Regions from separate parts of the Mus musculus genome. Here region 2 is linked to region 1. A link is a contact called in public HiChIP or PLAC-seq data. All regions are on one chromosome and are shown on one strand. The core of a region is the stretch at or near the end of the contact, and the rest is flanking DNA. Distances in the headings are between cores, read along the strand shown.

Evidence for each region. HiChIP or PLAC-seq counts read pairs in DNA pulled down with a chosen protein or histone mark.
Region 2: an H3K4me3 HiChIP or PLAC-seq map of bone marrow-derived macrophages shows a contact between it and region 1, with 2.1 times the contacts expected there. The contact joins the enhancer-like site here to the promoter of Cgas in region 1. A contact is called at or near these places in 2 of 39 promoter capture datasets (cancer-associated fibroblasts and neural stem cells), 1 of 15 datasets of contacts at CTCF or cohesin (CD8 T cells), 2 of 484 Hi-C or Micro-C datasets (the G1E-ER4 cell line and double positive thymocytes), 12 of 115 datasets of contacts at active chromatin or transcription factors (the SCID.adh cell line, acute myeloid leukemia, bone marrow-derived macrophages and 8 more) and 3 of 9 other capture datasets (adipose tissue, liver and pancreatic islet).

The regions. Positions count from the first base shown.
Region 1 is chr9:78,439,199-78,447,050 of GRCm38.p6, reverse strand. Cgas (cyclic GMP-AMP synthase) reads left to right here and starts at 3,814. Exons shown (of 5, transcript NM_173386.5): 1 at 3,814-4,587. The coding sequence starts at 3,973. It also overlaps a transcript of Mto1 not described here.
Region 2 is chr9:78,548,927-78,556,778 of GRCm38.p6, reverse strand. Slc17a5 (solute carrier family 17 (anion/sugar transporter), member 5) reads left to right here. Exons shown (of 11, transcript NM_172773.3): 9 at 3,698-3,845. Among named protein-coding and RNA genes, the nearest start is that of Slc17a5, 35 kb to the left of the region's middle. Within about 2 kb of position 3,593, at least 6 of the 459 cell types and tissues checked have an H3K27ac peak or open chromatin away from gene starts, as enhancers often do. A contact at or near this core is called in bone marrow-derived macrophages and neural stem cells, where this site is marked.

The sequences.
Region 1 (7,852 bases), core at 2,565-5,064:
GTGATTATACTATCTTTCACTTTATTCCCCTCCATTTAACTATATATATTTAAATTTTTAATTGCATGTATTCATTTGCATGTGAGTATGTGTATGGGCTTACTCATACTACAGTGCACATATGGAGATCTACTTGAGAGAGTCAGTTCTCCTCATCCTGTGGGTTCTGGGAATTGAACCCACATCATCAGATTTGACAGCAGATATTTTTACCTGCCAATCATCTGTCCAGTCCCCTTAACAATATATTTGCTTAGCTGGGCACGATGGTGCACAACTCAGGCAGAGCTCTGAGTCTGAGGTCAGCATGAACTACACGGTGAGTTCCTGGATAGTCAGGGTTATGTAGAGAGATCTTGTCTCTGAGAGAAAGTGAAAATAAGCAAAAGAGAAAAAATGAAAAAAAAAAGTCTTCTACATTGTATCCAATATTGGCTTGTTTGTTGATGGTAGGTGTTTTTAGATGAGAGAGAGAGAGAGAGAGAGAGAGAGAGAGGAGAAAGAGAGGTGAGCATAAGTGTGTATGTCTTGGTGAACATTTGGGACACAAATGTCAAGTTCTGAGGAGCCAGTGATCTCCTTCTACCTTGTTTTGAAGCAGGGCCTCTCTTATTATTTCTCTTGATGTTCTGTGTACTCCAGGACAGCTGGCTAAAGAACTTAAGGCCAATTCTCCAATCTCTGCCTCCCACCTTGCAGTAAGAGGGCTAAGATTGTAGAGGTATGTACCAAGATATACCATGTATATCTTTTATGTGGGTTCTAAGAATAAAAAAAAAAAACAGGTGTCAGGAGTGCATAGCTATCCAGTGAGCCATCTTCCCAGCTTCTAGTGTGTTTTTGAGATATCTTACTTTGCAACCCAGAGCGAACTGGAACTCACAGCAATCCTTCTGCCTCAGTCTGCTGAGTGCCAGCATTTCAGATTTATGCCACCATGTTTCACTTGGATTTCTTTTTCCTTTGAGACGTGTCCTTTCTATGTATGCCAAACTAGACTTGGATTCCCCATCCTCCTGCCTCAGGTACCTAAGTGTGGAGATTACAGGTGTGCAGACTCTGTCTAGCACAGAAGCGGATAGTTATGCTTTAACCGTGGATAATGAAATTGGTTTAAATGGGATGTGATGTTTCACAAACATTGGGCATTTTTCAAGTATCATCAAATATTTACTAGCAGTTCTCTCTCAACTCCTCCTGGCTCTGTTCTTGCCTCTCTCAGTCTGGAATTGATATATAGATCAGGCTGGTCTTAAACTCATGAAGATCTCCCTCCAAAGTGTAGGCACCAAAGTAGTTTGCTTTTTTTTTTTTCCTTTCTCTAACAGGTTTTCAAAGTGTTTATATTAGAGTTATGGCCCGTGCTAGCTAAAATATACTACTTCTTAATATTTTGAGTCAATAGCTTAAACCATTGATTAAAGAATCATAGACTCAGTCAGGCAGTGGTGTCTCATGCCTGTAATCCCAGTACTCGAGGCAGAGGCAGAGGCAGAGGCAGAGGCAGAGGCAGAGGCAGAGGCAGAGGCAGAGGCAGAGGCAGAGGCAGAGGCAGAGGCAGAGGCAGAGGCAGAGGCAGAGGCAGAGGCAGAGGCAGAGGCAGAGGCAGAGGCAGAGGCAGAGGCAGAGGCAGAGGCAGAGGCAGAGGCAGAGGCAGAGGCAGAGGCAGAGGCAGAGGCAGAGGCAGAGGCAGAGGCAGAGGCAGAGGCAGAGGCAGAGGCAGAGGCAGAGGCAGAGGCAGAGGCAGAGGCAGGGGATCTCTTGAGTTCAAGGCCTGATCTACAGAGTGAGTTCCAGGATAATCAGGGCCACACAAAGAAACCCTGCATCAATCCTGCCCCCTCCCCAAAGAATCATAAACCCAGTTGACACTTACCTGGGAGAATCCCTCTCACCTACATTTGAAGACCAGGCATTAATCTGTTCACATGCTATGTATTCAGTGCAGAATCTTCCCTTTTCAACGAAGACATTACTCATAGACTCAGAACCAGAAAGTTCAGTTGTAGCCCAAGGACAGATAATAAAGACAATAGAAACCGAGTTTCTGTTTGGGAAGTCTATAAAACCCTCATGTGGAAGGTAGTTTGTTACTCTTGTATCAGCGTCCCCAGGATGGACCTCGGATTTATTGTTTGAGACAAGATCTCACTCTCTTATCCAGGCTTGTACTTCTGGGCTCAAAGATGCTCTGCTTAAGCCTCCAGAGCAGCTGGAGCTACGGACCTATGCTCCCACAGGTGATGCTAAGAGTTGATTAACTAGAAAGATTCACAACTAAAAGAATTACAATTACAGTATGGTTGTCGCAGTGAATTTTGCTCCTTTCAAAAATCATTGTTCAAACTTCATTCTCTCCGATGCTCATGCCTATTCCATACTCTATTGCACTGTTTTCTTCTTTTTAATTCCTCCTCCTCCTCACCCTCCTCCTCCTCCTCCTCTCCCTCCCTTCTCTTCTTCTTTTCCTCCAGATAGGGTTTCGATGTATAGCCCTGACTGTTTTAGAACTAGCTCTGTAGATCTCCAGCTTACTGCCTCTGCTTCCCTAGTGCTGAGACTAATAATGGAGAATGCCACTCTACTGGCAAGACCTCACAGAGAGGTCTCCTGCTCAAGTGTATTTCTGCAAAGTAGGCAGCGTTTCCATTCCCAGGTGTGTCTACTTGCCATTCAAAAGCGAATGCTTGTTAGACAAGTTCCCATTTTGAAAACTCATGTACAGGCATTGACAGGAAGGAGGGAAGAGAGTTGCAGGGTCAATAGGATGGCAGCACACTGATCGGTGTCTTTTTATTCAGGCTACATGTATCTCATAATATATGGTACATACACACGCGCGCGCGTGCGCGCGCGCACACACACACACACACACACACACACACACACTCACACACACACACACACACTTTACAAAAAGTTACACAGAGCAGCAATTTTTGAGCTTTATTTTAAGGGACACACAGGATTGCATAATAAGGTGTGGAATATAGTAATGTTATTATTATAACATTCTGATGTTAGTTGAAAACTAAGTGTTGTTCTGAGCCATGTAAATCTTCAGAAGACAGGTTTTTGTTTTTGTTAGCACAGTGGAAGGCAAAATGAGTTCCGCCAAGAACAACTTTAAAAGAAGCAGCCACTGTTGACGAGACCGACTTTAGAAATCGCTTTCTGAAAGTCTGCATTAAAGGACTACGGAATCTCAGCAGCCAAATCAGGATGGCTTACACCGTGCTGCTCATGAAACTCACACAGGCACTTTGAATATGTTCTTTAAGAGTCGGTGTGCTTTTTAGAAAGATAAGTTGAAATACTAATTCCAAGCAGTTAAATCTAACTTGAAAAGGTTCAGTGAGTTTCTATTTCTCATTAACAAGAACAGTAAATTTTGATTTAAAGTTTACATAAACCGGGCGAGGTGACGCACGCCTTTAATCCCAGCACTTGGGAGGCAGAGGCAGGCGGATTTCTGAGTTCGACGCCAGCCTGGTTTACAGTGAGTCCCAGGACAGCCAGGGCTACACAGAGAAACCCTGTCTCGAAAAACAAAAAAAACAAAAAACAACAAAAAAGTTTACATAAAAAAGTTGTTTATCAACTACAAATGTACGAGAGACAGTAGTGTCCTGAAACACATCTTGGTGGTAGGCGGCAAATCTAGCCATCTGAGCTGTCAGTGGTTTCCGCGTCTGTGCGGTAAAGGAGAGGTTTCCCGGCCAGTGGCTCAGTGGGTGGTTCCCCAGCTAGTGGCTCTGCTGGTCCCCACTGGTGAAAAAGTTCGCATCTCTTGGACCGCCTCTTCCTGGCGCTGACTTCACGCGTGCTCCTGCGCCTGCTCGCGGCGGATACTGACCGGCTACGTTCCCGCCATATATTTAAGTTTCATTTCCAGCGGCCACTGAGAGTTCCCCTTTTCGCGGCCTTTCTTCGAAGTCGATTTATTCTTTCCCGGACCGAAGAGCGGCAGATATGGAAGATCCGCGTAGAAGGACGACGGCGCCACGCGCTAAGAAGCCGTCCGCGAAGCGCGCCCCGACGCAGCCCAGCAGGACCAGGGCCCACGCGGAAAGCTGCGGCCCGCAAAGGGGGGCTCGATCGCGGCGGGCGGAGCGTGACGGGGACACCACGGAGAAGCCACGTGCCCCAGGGCCCCGAGTGCATCCAGCAAGGGCCACTGAGCTCACCAAAGATGCACAGCCCTCGGCCATGGACGCGGCAGGAGCCACCGCGCGGCCTGCCGTCCGGGTGCCCCAGCAGCAGGCCATCCTGGATCCGGAGCTGCCCGCCGTACGGGAGCCCCAGCCGCCCGCGGATCCCGAGGCGCGGAAAGTCGTAAGGGGACCTAGCCACAGAAGGGGCGCGCGCTCCACCGGGCAGCCCAGAGCGCCGCGAGGGTCCAGGAAGGAACCGGACAAGCTAAAGAAGGTGCTGGACAAATTGAGATTGAAACGCAAAGATATCTCGGAGGCGGCCGAGACGGTGAATAAAGTTGTGGAACGCCTGCTGCGCAGAATGCAGAAACGGGAGTCGGAGTTCAAAGGTGTGGAGCAGCTGAACACTGGCAGCTACTATGAACATGTGAAGGTGAGCGTCAAGACCTGCTGGAGGGGCTCCGGCCCCACTCCTCACTTGCCTCCTCAGCTGTTTGGGGGTCCCACACTCTTAGGGCCCCCCTCCCTTGGAACACCCCAGTCTTTTTTTTTTTTTTTTAATTCATCCAGTTAGCTCACAGCAAGCAATATTGATAGCTAGTTAGTTTGCTTTGGAGGGATGGGACAGGTGACCTTAAAGTAGTCGCAGGGGAGTCATCTTTATTAATCCTTCCCCAACTATAGCCTCTAGATTGAATCTAGTCCATCCCTGAGACTTTGGGACCGCCTGCAATTAGGGCAGAATTGTATACAACTAATTGGGAGAGGTGGCTGGGTACTCAAGTGAGGGTCCGTTGACATTGTCGCACCCCCTATGAGCGAACGTCATCTACAAGCCTACCTCTAATGCTCTTCGGAGAGTAGGCCCGGCTGAGTTCCTGAAGATGATGGTGATAGCTATTCTCTGCTAGTGAAATGAGCCAATTCAAGCCAAATTAAAATATATTAAGGCAGGTTTATTAGAAAGCTGCTCTTGGGCAGGTTCACTGGTCCTAAGAAAAAGGCCAGGGTAGTCACTGTGGGGAGGGAGACAGAGGGAAGAGGGAAGAGAGAGAGAGAGAAAGAGTGTGCCCACGCAGGGAGAGAGAACATACAGAGAGGCAGAGTTGGGTAGAGAAGGAGGAAGAGAGAGAAGAGAGAAGAGGGGAGAAAGGGAGAGGGAGAAGGAAGGGAGGGAAGGAAGGGAGAGAGAGAGAGCGAGAGCGAGAGAGAGCGCACAAAATGCCCACATTATATAGAGAAGAGCTGCTTCTGGCGGAGGGGAAGCCCAGCCCCTTGGCTGAAAGGTTCAGGGCAGAGGCTGAAGTATGCTAGCCATGCTCTGTAACAGGTAGGGACTGAGGGACCTGGGAGAACCTGGAGGCCAGGTCGGCTTTGGTTAAATGCGCACCTGGATCTGAATCCAGACACCTCAGCCTTTTGTTGATAATAAATGAATAAGGGGCCTCGCAATTGTCTATGGCTACTTTGCTGACATTGGGGTGCCATGATCAGGGAAGGGGTTCAAAACTGGAATGCTGACCAAGTCTGAGAAGAGCAGGCTGTGTAACTTGCTGTCCAGGTTGTGGGACTGTTCTGGATTTGGGATGCTAATAACAGATAGGAGCAGAAGATAAAGTTAAGGAGGTTAGGGAGAAAAAGAAATTTTCTTGGGTGTACATTTGAAACCTTTAGGCCCATGGTCTTGGTAGTTGGGGTGGGGCTCCCAGGACCAGGGAAAGGGGACTAGATCCCCCCTCAGGAATACACAGGTAGGGGAGGGAAGCAGGTTATTGATTGGCAGTACTTATCTGGAGTCAATTTGACCTGTGAGAAGTGGATTCGAGTGGATGCCCTGAAGCTTAGAAGTATCTTTTTAAGTTTACAAAAAGAGATAAATATTAGAAGTGTTAGTTTTACCACTGTTCCATGTTAAACTCTGAACTTTGAGGTCTCACCACAATGATAGCACAGCGAGGGGAGGGAACGGGAGGGAAGGGGAAGAGATCTGAAGCATTTTCCTTCTCCCTTAGCTCACTTTCCTTAGCATTCAAGGTTTTCACGACCTCCAACCTTCATACCTTACCTTTAGCAACCTCAGAACACCTTGCTATTTCCTCGCGCACTTTCTTAGACGCTTTCCTAGCCTCAGACCTTACATAAACTGTAAACTGTTTTTCTGTTCAAAATCACCATGAGACACTGGCGGGAACACTCACTGTAAAGTGAGTTCCTTTAGTAAGAAATAGTAAAAAGTTACTTCTCTCATTGGTCTTCAAAGTCTTCAGAGACCTGAGAAGGATAAAATTTACCTAAGTAAGCAGGAACAATAATCCAAAAATGGCCTATATATCAACTAAAACGACCGAGGCGAGTCTAAAGTCTACTACCTAAACAATTGTCCCAGGCTCTGTGGCCTCCATGGCACCTTGTGCAGAGGCAGTCTTTGGCCATTTGGTCCAGACTATGAGAGGCTTTTCCTGTGGAGGAGGAACATGGGAGAGACAGACCTCACCTTGTCTTAGGCAGCATGGACAATTAACTCTCTGGTGTCCTGTTTGTCCATGGTTCAGGCTGGCCCTAGCCTGGGCAAGGCAATGTGGCAGTCTTTCTTGGTGATTAGTGTAGTACAAGCTAGGTGGAGTCCTTTACCGATATGCCAGGATCTTCTTGGCGACCTTGAGGTGGTCACTGCCAGGATTTAGGAGTTTCTGTTTGTCATGGTAAGTTTAAGCCTCTTAAATGCCAGATTCAGCAGGTCTCTGAAGTGCCTGAGGACCATCTGTCAATCTAAAGCATACTGGAATAGACAAACTTTGCTTGTTTCTAGTTGCCAGTCCTAGGTTTAACCTTAAAAACATGTGCAGGTGGGCAAATGAGCTTGAAGAGCTAGTGCAGACTAATCGTATCTGGTATCTGAGTTAAACAGTCACTGTCTGTTTTTTTTTTAACCTCTTACAGTTTAGTTACCTCTTCTAAACTGTACCTGTAATATTAAAATGAAATACCTTTTTAAGACATAGAGCATAGCCATAATTTTCAGAAGACAAAAACTAAGTTCTAGCAAGTGCAAACAATGTAAGGTCTCCAAAGTTAATACCAAGTGGGTGACTATTATGTTACACGGTTTGCCTGTCAGGTAGGGACTGAAGGATGCTGGGAGAACCTGGTGGCCAGGGCCACTTTGGCATGTTAAATATGCACCTCAGCTGATTGTCCAGGGCCTGAATCTCAGTAGGTGGCAGTGTGTCCCAGAGGCTAATCCTGTGCAACACTAGTGAGAATTGTAAGAAATAAAGGAAAATGTAGTGGTTTCATTCAAATGATGTGGTAACCCATCCCAGCAGGGAGGCAGAGGCAGGTGAATCTTTGTGAGTTTGAGGCTAGCGTGGTTTACATAGAGAGAGTCCCAAGACAGCTATGGCTCTATCGAGACGCTGTTTCAAACCAAACCAAATAAAAGAATGAGCCACAACAACGTGCAATATGAATGTGTTATAAAAACTAGTGCGCATACCCACTGCAAAACATCAAGCAAAAGAAACTGAATGAGTAAGATCGGCAAAGGGGCAAAAAACTATTATGCACAGATGACATAATTACGTATAAGCTATTAAAACGGCCAGTGAGCTAGCAAGTCTACTAGACACAAAACCAATAAACTAAAAAGAAAAACAATAAACTAAAACCAACTCTTTAAATGTGCTAGCAAGGGAATG
Region 2 (7,852 bases), core at 2,344-4,843, 110 kb before region 1:
CCATGCTATGCTACCTAGGTTTGGCCTCAAAAATCACCCCTTTCCTGCTCCAACTATCGAGAGCTGGGATTACAGACCCGGACCACTATACCTGTACTGGCTAGTTTTGTGTCAACTTGACACAGCTGGAGTTACCACAGAGAAAGGAGCTTCAGTTGAGGAAATGCCTCCATGAGATCCAGCTGTAAGGCATCTTCTCAATTAGTGATCAAGGGGGAAAGGCCCCTTGTGGGTGGTGCCATCTCTGGGCTGGTAGTCTTGGGATCTATAAGAGGGCAGGCTGAGCAAGCCAGGAGAGGCAAGCCAGTAAAGAACATCCCTCCATGACCTCTGCATCAGCTCCTGCTCCCTGATCTGCTTGAGTTCCAGTCTTGACTTCCTTTGGTGATGAACAGCAGCATGGAAGTGTAAGCCGAATAAACCCTTTCCTCCCCAACTTGCTTCTTGGTCATGATGTTTGTGCAGGAATAGAGACCCTGACTAAGACAAATTGGTACCAGCAGAGTGGGGTATTCCTGTGACAACCTGACCATGTTTTGGGGAGGACTGTGGAAGGACTTTGGAACTTTGGGCTTGAAGATCCATTCGCTGTTAAGAGCTCTGTCAGATGTTGTATAGGAGCTCGGAAGATAATGTTGAGAACAGTGCAGAAGATGGAGGTCTGGTTTGTGAAATTTCAGAGGGAAGATTAAAGACTCTTTTCAGGGCCATTTCTGTTTTGATTATGAAGATTCTGTAGTTCTGGTTAGCTGGGGCTGAAGAATCAGCTGTGATTAACAAGATACCAGAACTACTAAAGCAAAAACTTTGCATTACTGGGACTATTGATGCTGGTTAGCTGGAGCTAAGAAATTAGCGGTGATTAAGAAGAGACCAGCATCGTTGAGGTGACGTCTTCTGGGAAGTGTTTTCTGAAAGCACAAAGAGGCTGTGTTCCAGAGATAGCCAAGTTTGTACTCCTGCTGCAGCGGGACTTGGTAATATGTAAGGGTCACCCAGGTGGTACTGGTTTTGAAGGCATGAAGGGGTCACAAAGAGCAGCTGAGGCTCGACACTGTGAGAGGCCATGGAAGGCCATTGGTGAAGGTGCAGCCGCAGTTGCAATTGAAGGCCCAGGACTGAAGGGGTCATGCAGTGTTTTGGAGATGCCAGTACCATGAGATGACCACCAAGAGCAGCAGCAGCAGTGGAGTACAGGCATCTGGAGCCTAGAGGACGACACGTGTGCTAAAAAGGGCATGGCTGGAGAAGTGACCCAAGCCCTTGGAGGAGTCCAGAAGATTGTGAGTTGGATCCCAGACATTGGACGGTTGGAGATTGATTTTTGCTTTTGATTGTGTCTGTGCCCTGATATTTTCCCTCTTGAAGGTAGAAACTATTTTAGTGGAGCCCACAGTTAAGAGACTTTTAATTGTAAAAAGACTTTGGATTTTAAAAGAGATGGATATTTTAAAGAGATTGAAATTTTAAGAATATGTAAAGACTGTGGGATGTTTAAAGTTGTTTAGACCTTGGGGATGAATAAGAATGTAAGGGTTGAGGCTTACTAGTGATGTGTTTGTGTGTCAAGTTGACAAGGGGTCAATTGTACTGGCTAGTTTTGTGTCAACTTGACACAGCTGGAGTTACCACAGAGAAAGGAGCTTCAGTTGAGGAAATGCCTCCATGAGATCCAGCTGTAAGGCATCTTCTCAATTAGTGATCAAGGGGGAAAGGCCCCTTGTGGGTGGTGCCATCTCTGGGCTGGTAGTCTTGGGATCTATAAGAGGGCAGGCTGAGCAAGCCAGGAGAGGCAAGCCAGTAAAGAACATCCCTCCATGACCTCTGCATCAGCTCCTGCTCCCTGATCTGCTTGAGTTCCAGTCTTGACTTCCTTTGGTGATGAACAGCAGCATGGAAGTGTAAGCCGAATAAACCCTTTCCTCCCCAACTTGCTTCTTGGTCATGATGTTTGTGCAGGAATAGAGACCCTGACTAAGACAATACCCAAGCCAAACCTTTTCCTTTTGAGATGCTCATTATGTCAGCAGGACTGAGTAAATCATTGGTCATTGTGGTCCACTCAACCTTCAGGCCCACCTTTATCTCCTCCGCAGCGACTGGTACCTTTGCCTTTTTGATAGCCAGTCAGCGTAGTACATACTGTATGTAGTCCCGATGCTGGGGAAGCTGAGGCCAGAGAATCATTTGAGGCCTGGAATTTGAAGCCAGGGTAACATGATGAGACTCCATCTACAAAAAGAAAAAGAAATTGAGAGGCAGGCCTGGTGATCCCAGCCCTTGAGAAGTAGAGCCAAGAGCATCAGAAATTCAGATAAATGTAGATTTGGGGCCCAGAGAACTGGCTGCTCTTACAGAGAACACAGGTTCCGTGCCCAGCACCCACACAGCAGCTCACAGCTGTCTGTAACTACAGCTGCTTGGGATCTGATGTCCCCTTCTAGCTGCACAGGCACTAGACATGGGTGTGTGCACAGGCTTACATGCAAGTAAAACACCCATACACGTAAAATAAACCTTTTTTTTAAACTATATGATGAAAAGACCCATTCCAGGTAAAGGCTTCAAACACCTGCCGAGCACCCACTACAGGAGTTCCCATCCCATCCTGTCCAGTTCCTGCCCTGACTTTGGTCATCTGTAAAGGAAATCATTTCTCTTTCAGTTCAATCTGATATGTTTTCTTCCGTGGACCTGCTGTGTGTAATAATATGCATTTTTGTTACCAACTCCTAGAACCAAGATGGATCTGATTTCTAACTACATCCAACAAAGTTTATTATTTGTGTAATATTTGTGTGTCTGTCTGCGTATGTGTGCATGTGTGTGCGTGTGAACATGTGTGCATGTGTGCGTGTGAACATGTGCTCGTGTGTGTGCGTGCGTGCGTGCGTGCGTGTGTGTGTGTGTGTGTGTGTGTGTGTATGTGCGTGTGTGTGTATGTGCGTGTGTGTGTATGTGCGTGCGTGCGTCTGTACATGCGTGTGTGTGTGTGCGTGTGCGTGCGTGCGTGTGTGTGTGTCTGTGTGTATGTGCGTGTGTGTGTATGTGCGTGCGTGCGTCTGTACATGCGTGTGTGTGTGTGTGCGTGTGTGTGCGTGTGCGTGCGTGTGCGTGCGTGTGTGTGTGTGTGTGTGTGTGTGTGTGTGTGTGTGTGTGCCATTGCAGAAGCCACTGGGTCACCCTGGAGCTGGGAGTCACAGATGGTTGTGAGCCACCCAACATGAGTGCTAGGAACCAAACTTAGGTCCTCTGGAAGAGCAGGAAGCACTCTTAGCCACTGAGACCTCTCTCCGGCCTCCAGTGGAGTTTATTGTATAATTTGTATACTTTGATGATATGAATTTTAGTCGCAGTCTGCATCAGCTGTTGCTTCTCCCTTCCGCCCTGCTTTCCAGTCTTTCTGTCTTTGATGATCAGCTCTGTAGATGTAGGCTGAGTTCTCATCACATGCAGATTGAATAGCATGGCGGAGGGAAGGGGGGGGGGGTTCCTTTTCTTATTACAGGAGTTGTATCCTGTATTTCCTGCCAGGCTTTCTTTCTAGTGATGAAAGCAATGAAGATGCTTTGGTCTTCCAGGCAGTTCCGTGTTTGTACAGTAGGTGGCAGCACTGTCCAATTCAGGGTTATACGGTTTTAAATTGAGCAACTACCGTAATGGCGCTTCTTTTTCTCCTACAACTTTGTAACTCCAGGAATGGTTGGCCCTGCGGTTTTCCTAGTCGCGGCTGGATTTATAGGCTGTGACTATTCCTTGGCCGTTGCGTTCCTAACCATATCCACGACGCTGGGAGGCTTCGCCTCTTCTGGATTTAGCATCAACCATCTGGATATCGCTCCTTCGTGAGTACAGATACAGAGGTTTGCTGGGAATGGCTGTGATTTTCGTTTCTTACAGTCATGTAAAACATAGATAACGTAAAACACGCTACTGTTTGCAGCCATTACCACCTGGAGTCTCTCAGCTTTTACATCTTTGCAGTTGGAATTCTGTGTCCCTTGAACCAGCACTAATGCCACCTTTCCCGTTCCCACATCCTGGCAGCCACCATTCTTAGTTCTGCTTTCCGTGACTTTGACTACTAGAGGAATCACTTTAAGTTTTTTGCTGGATTTCAGTTTACACAGCCAGTAAATTTTCAAACCTTGAACTGCCACCATAGGGTTCTCCTGCACACAGAAGTGTGGCTGCCGTGGGTCTGTCCCAGCTGGAATAGGCGCTGTGATAGCCCATCCTCAGGACAGTCACCAAGCTTGGCACCTCGGTGGCCTTACCGCACAGATGAGTAACAGAGCCCTCTTTGTCAGAGACAAAGCTGAGACCTCAGCTCAGCTGCTAGGATGCTTGCCTAGCAATCAGGAAGCTATGGATTCAGTCACCAACACTACATAAGCTGAGCGCTGCAGCACGCACCTGCAACCCCAGAATTTGGAAGATGAAAACAGGAGAATCAGGAGTTCAGGGCCAGTCTAGGACAGAAGAGACCATGTATCAAATAAACAGACAAATAAATAAAATGGAGCCAGCAAGATGGACGCTTTAGGGTAAAATTATTATTATATACATATATGTGTATGTGTATGTATATATTTTTTTTCCTTTATGAATCAAGGAAGTAGAGGCAGGAGGAACAAAATGCCAGGCTTAGCCTCGGCTGCAGCTCAAGGCCAGCTGCACCAATAAGAGACCTTTTCTCAAAAAACAAACCAAACAATTATAAAAGAGTGGAGCCATTGTCTTGCCCAGCTGACATTTATCACGTTACCTGTATGTAAACACGGGTGTCCAGGACGAGGCTGCTTCCAGTCTCTTACATAAACATCCTCTTGTTTGTCCTCAGAGGTCCAGTGAGTTGGGGGGTGGGGCTCTTGACTTACTGTATAGAAACTCAAGTTCAGGGGAATTAAGTGTCTTCCACCACACAGCTAACTAATGCTAGATCCATGATCCATAATCTGAAGCTAAAATTCTTACTTTGAGCCCAGACAGGTTTTTATATCTTCCTCTCTAGAAACATTCTCTGAGCCATGGAGCTCTGTTTTTCCAGCTAGGATAAAGAGAGGGACTAGACTGAGCACCTCTCCTCTGAAGATTTGGGGAACTTAACTTATAGGAAGTAATGGATCTCTATTTAATTTAGGAGGAATTGCGAAGTAGGTTTTTTTTTCTAACCTCTGAAATATCCCAGACTGCACCTAGCCAGATGTTAGAGCCCTCTGACTCCTGTGACACACCAAGACAAGCCCTTGTCCACACCTCTCAGAGAGATCCTGAGCAGGCCTTACTAGGTCTGGTGGCATACTTCTATAATCCTGACATCATGGAGGCTGAGGCAGGAGGATCACAGAAAGTTCAAAGCCGGCCTAGGCTACATATTGATTAAAGAAAGAACCTGAACAGACCTTTGAAATTAACCTGCTCATATGAAAAAAAAATACAAGAATATGAAACAAGCCGTGCAGTGGTGGCACACGCCTTTAATCCCAGCACTCGGGAGGCAGAGGCAGGCGAATTTCTGAGTTCAAGGCCAGCCTGGTCTACAGAGTGAGCTCCAGGACAGCCAGGACTACACAGAGAAACCCTGTCTCGAAAAACAAAAAAAAAGATATGAATCAAGATTGGGGTTTCATCCTGGAGTTCAGCTACTAGAGCAATCCCTGTGCATATGAAGTCCTGAGATCAAGCCCCACAGCTGAAGAAGAGAATAATTTAATCTTTTTTTTTCTTTAAAGATTTATTTATTTATTATATGTAAGTACACTGTAGCTGTCTTCAGACACCCCAGAAGAGGGCATCAGATCTCATTATGAATGGTTGTGAGCCATCGTGTGGTTGCTGGGATTTGAACTCAGAACCTTCGGAAGAACAGTCAGTGCTCTTAACTGTTGAGCCATCTCTCCAGCCCCCTAATTTAATCTTCTTAATAAGGGGCTAAGCTCCTTCCAACTAGACGGCCTTAGAGCTCTACATAGGACCATTCCCAGCAGAAACAGATCACAGAACACCAACTAAGTGTGGGAGATCACATCTCTAATTCCAACACCTGCCTGTTGGTTTTAGTCACAAAAGCATACATAATGTTGGGAGGATTTACCATATACCAGCAACCTTAAAATAGCTGTAAAATGTAAAGGAAGAGGTCGTTGAACTTTACAAACTAGGAGCTGTGTTGAATATACATATCGATAAGGGGTGAACTAAAGGAGTTTAATAGTGAAAGCTAATTGCAAGGAAATTTGGTTAAATTTAGTGATAATTTGAAAGTTATAAACATAACTGTAATAATAAACACTTTGCCAGACAGTGGTGATATACACCTTTAATCTCAGGACTGGGAGGCAGAGGCAGGTGGATCTCTTGAGTTTGAGGCCAGCCTGATTTACAGAGTGAGTTCCAGGACGGCCAGGGCTCCACAGAGAAATCGTGTCTCGGGGGAGGCGGGGACAGAAGGGGTCAGGGGAAACACTTCGAAGCTGAAAGAGTTGAGGCACTAGAAGCTGTTCCATTGGAAACGGAACATAGAGATGCCTGTTTTATTAACAAAGAGCTTCATAGTAACTGGGGCATCCCTGGCTACATACCTAGTGAGTTTACGATTGCCTAGGCAATGAGAGAGCCCTGTCTCAAATAACAAAGTGACAAAGAATAGAGCTATTGATTTTTCCAGTTGTCAATTGCTGTGCTACTTATGTATAAATGCCATTGTCTAGTACTTAATAGCTTAGTAGTCACTTGTACAAACATTTGTTTATCCTGAAAACAGTCTAATGAGGTAGGTAGGTGTTCTTGACCAGTTTCACGGTGGAGGAAATGTTAACATTTATGGAGTCATAACCAAGCCTGATAACCTAAACAGATTCAAGGAGATAAACAGTGATTGTAAATACGAGGGTCTGGAGCCATGGCTCAGTGATAGAGAACTTACTGAAAATGTGTAATGCTGCCATGGGGGAGGGGGGAGGGGGGAGGTTAGCCTCTAGCACTGCAGACAATAAAGTGAAACACAAAGATTAATGCTGCCCCTTAAACCAAAAGAAAAAGAATCTAGAAAACATTGCAGCCGGGTGGTGGTGGCACACGCCTTTGATCCCAGCACTTGGGAGGCAGAGGCAGGCAGATTTCTGAGTTCGAGGCCAGCCTGGTCTACAAAGTGAGTTCCAGGACAGCTAGGGCTATACAGAGAAACCCTGTCTCGAAAAACCAAAAAGAAAAAAAAAAAAAGAGAAAGAAAGAAAGAAAGAAAGAAAGAAAGAAAGAAAGAAAGAAAGAAAGAAAGAAAGAAGAAAACCTTGCAGATGAAACATGTTTTCGATTACATATCTTGCGGGATCCTAGAGTGAAAAGTTGGAAGGGTTTTGAGTAACCCATTCAGTATGCTGTGCACACCGGGGGCATCAGCTGAGAGCTGATGAGCAATGTAAAGTCTTGGGCTGCACCACAGAATCTCCACTTGGAGATCCCTGGGTGAATCTCGCACACATTCAAGTCTGAGGCACTAGTCAAAATCTGTCTTCCCACCCCCTCAGCAAACAGTTCTGAAGTTTACATACTCGCATTTAGAACCCCACAGGACTCTAGGAAAAGATTCGGTGCCTGCTTCTGAGATTAGTCAAAGACAGGAATGAACTACTTTTAAATTAAGCAGTTGTAGTGTAGTATAATTTTTTTTCAACAAATACTAAATATCCGTTGGTACAAGCCCTAACAGACGCAGCCTACTCAACGGTGGGAGACAAGAAAACCATGCAAGTAAAGCGACCTGGTTTTGTTCCAGGCTGAGTAGAACATGTCCATAGTCCTGGTATTCAACAGGATGACAGGTTGAAGCCAGCCTGACCTACACAGTGTA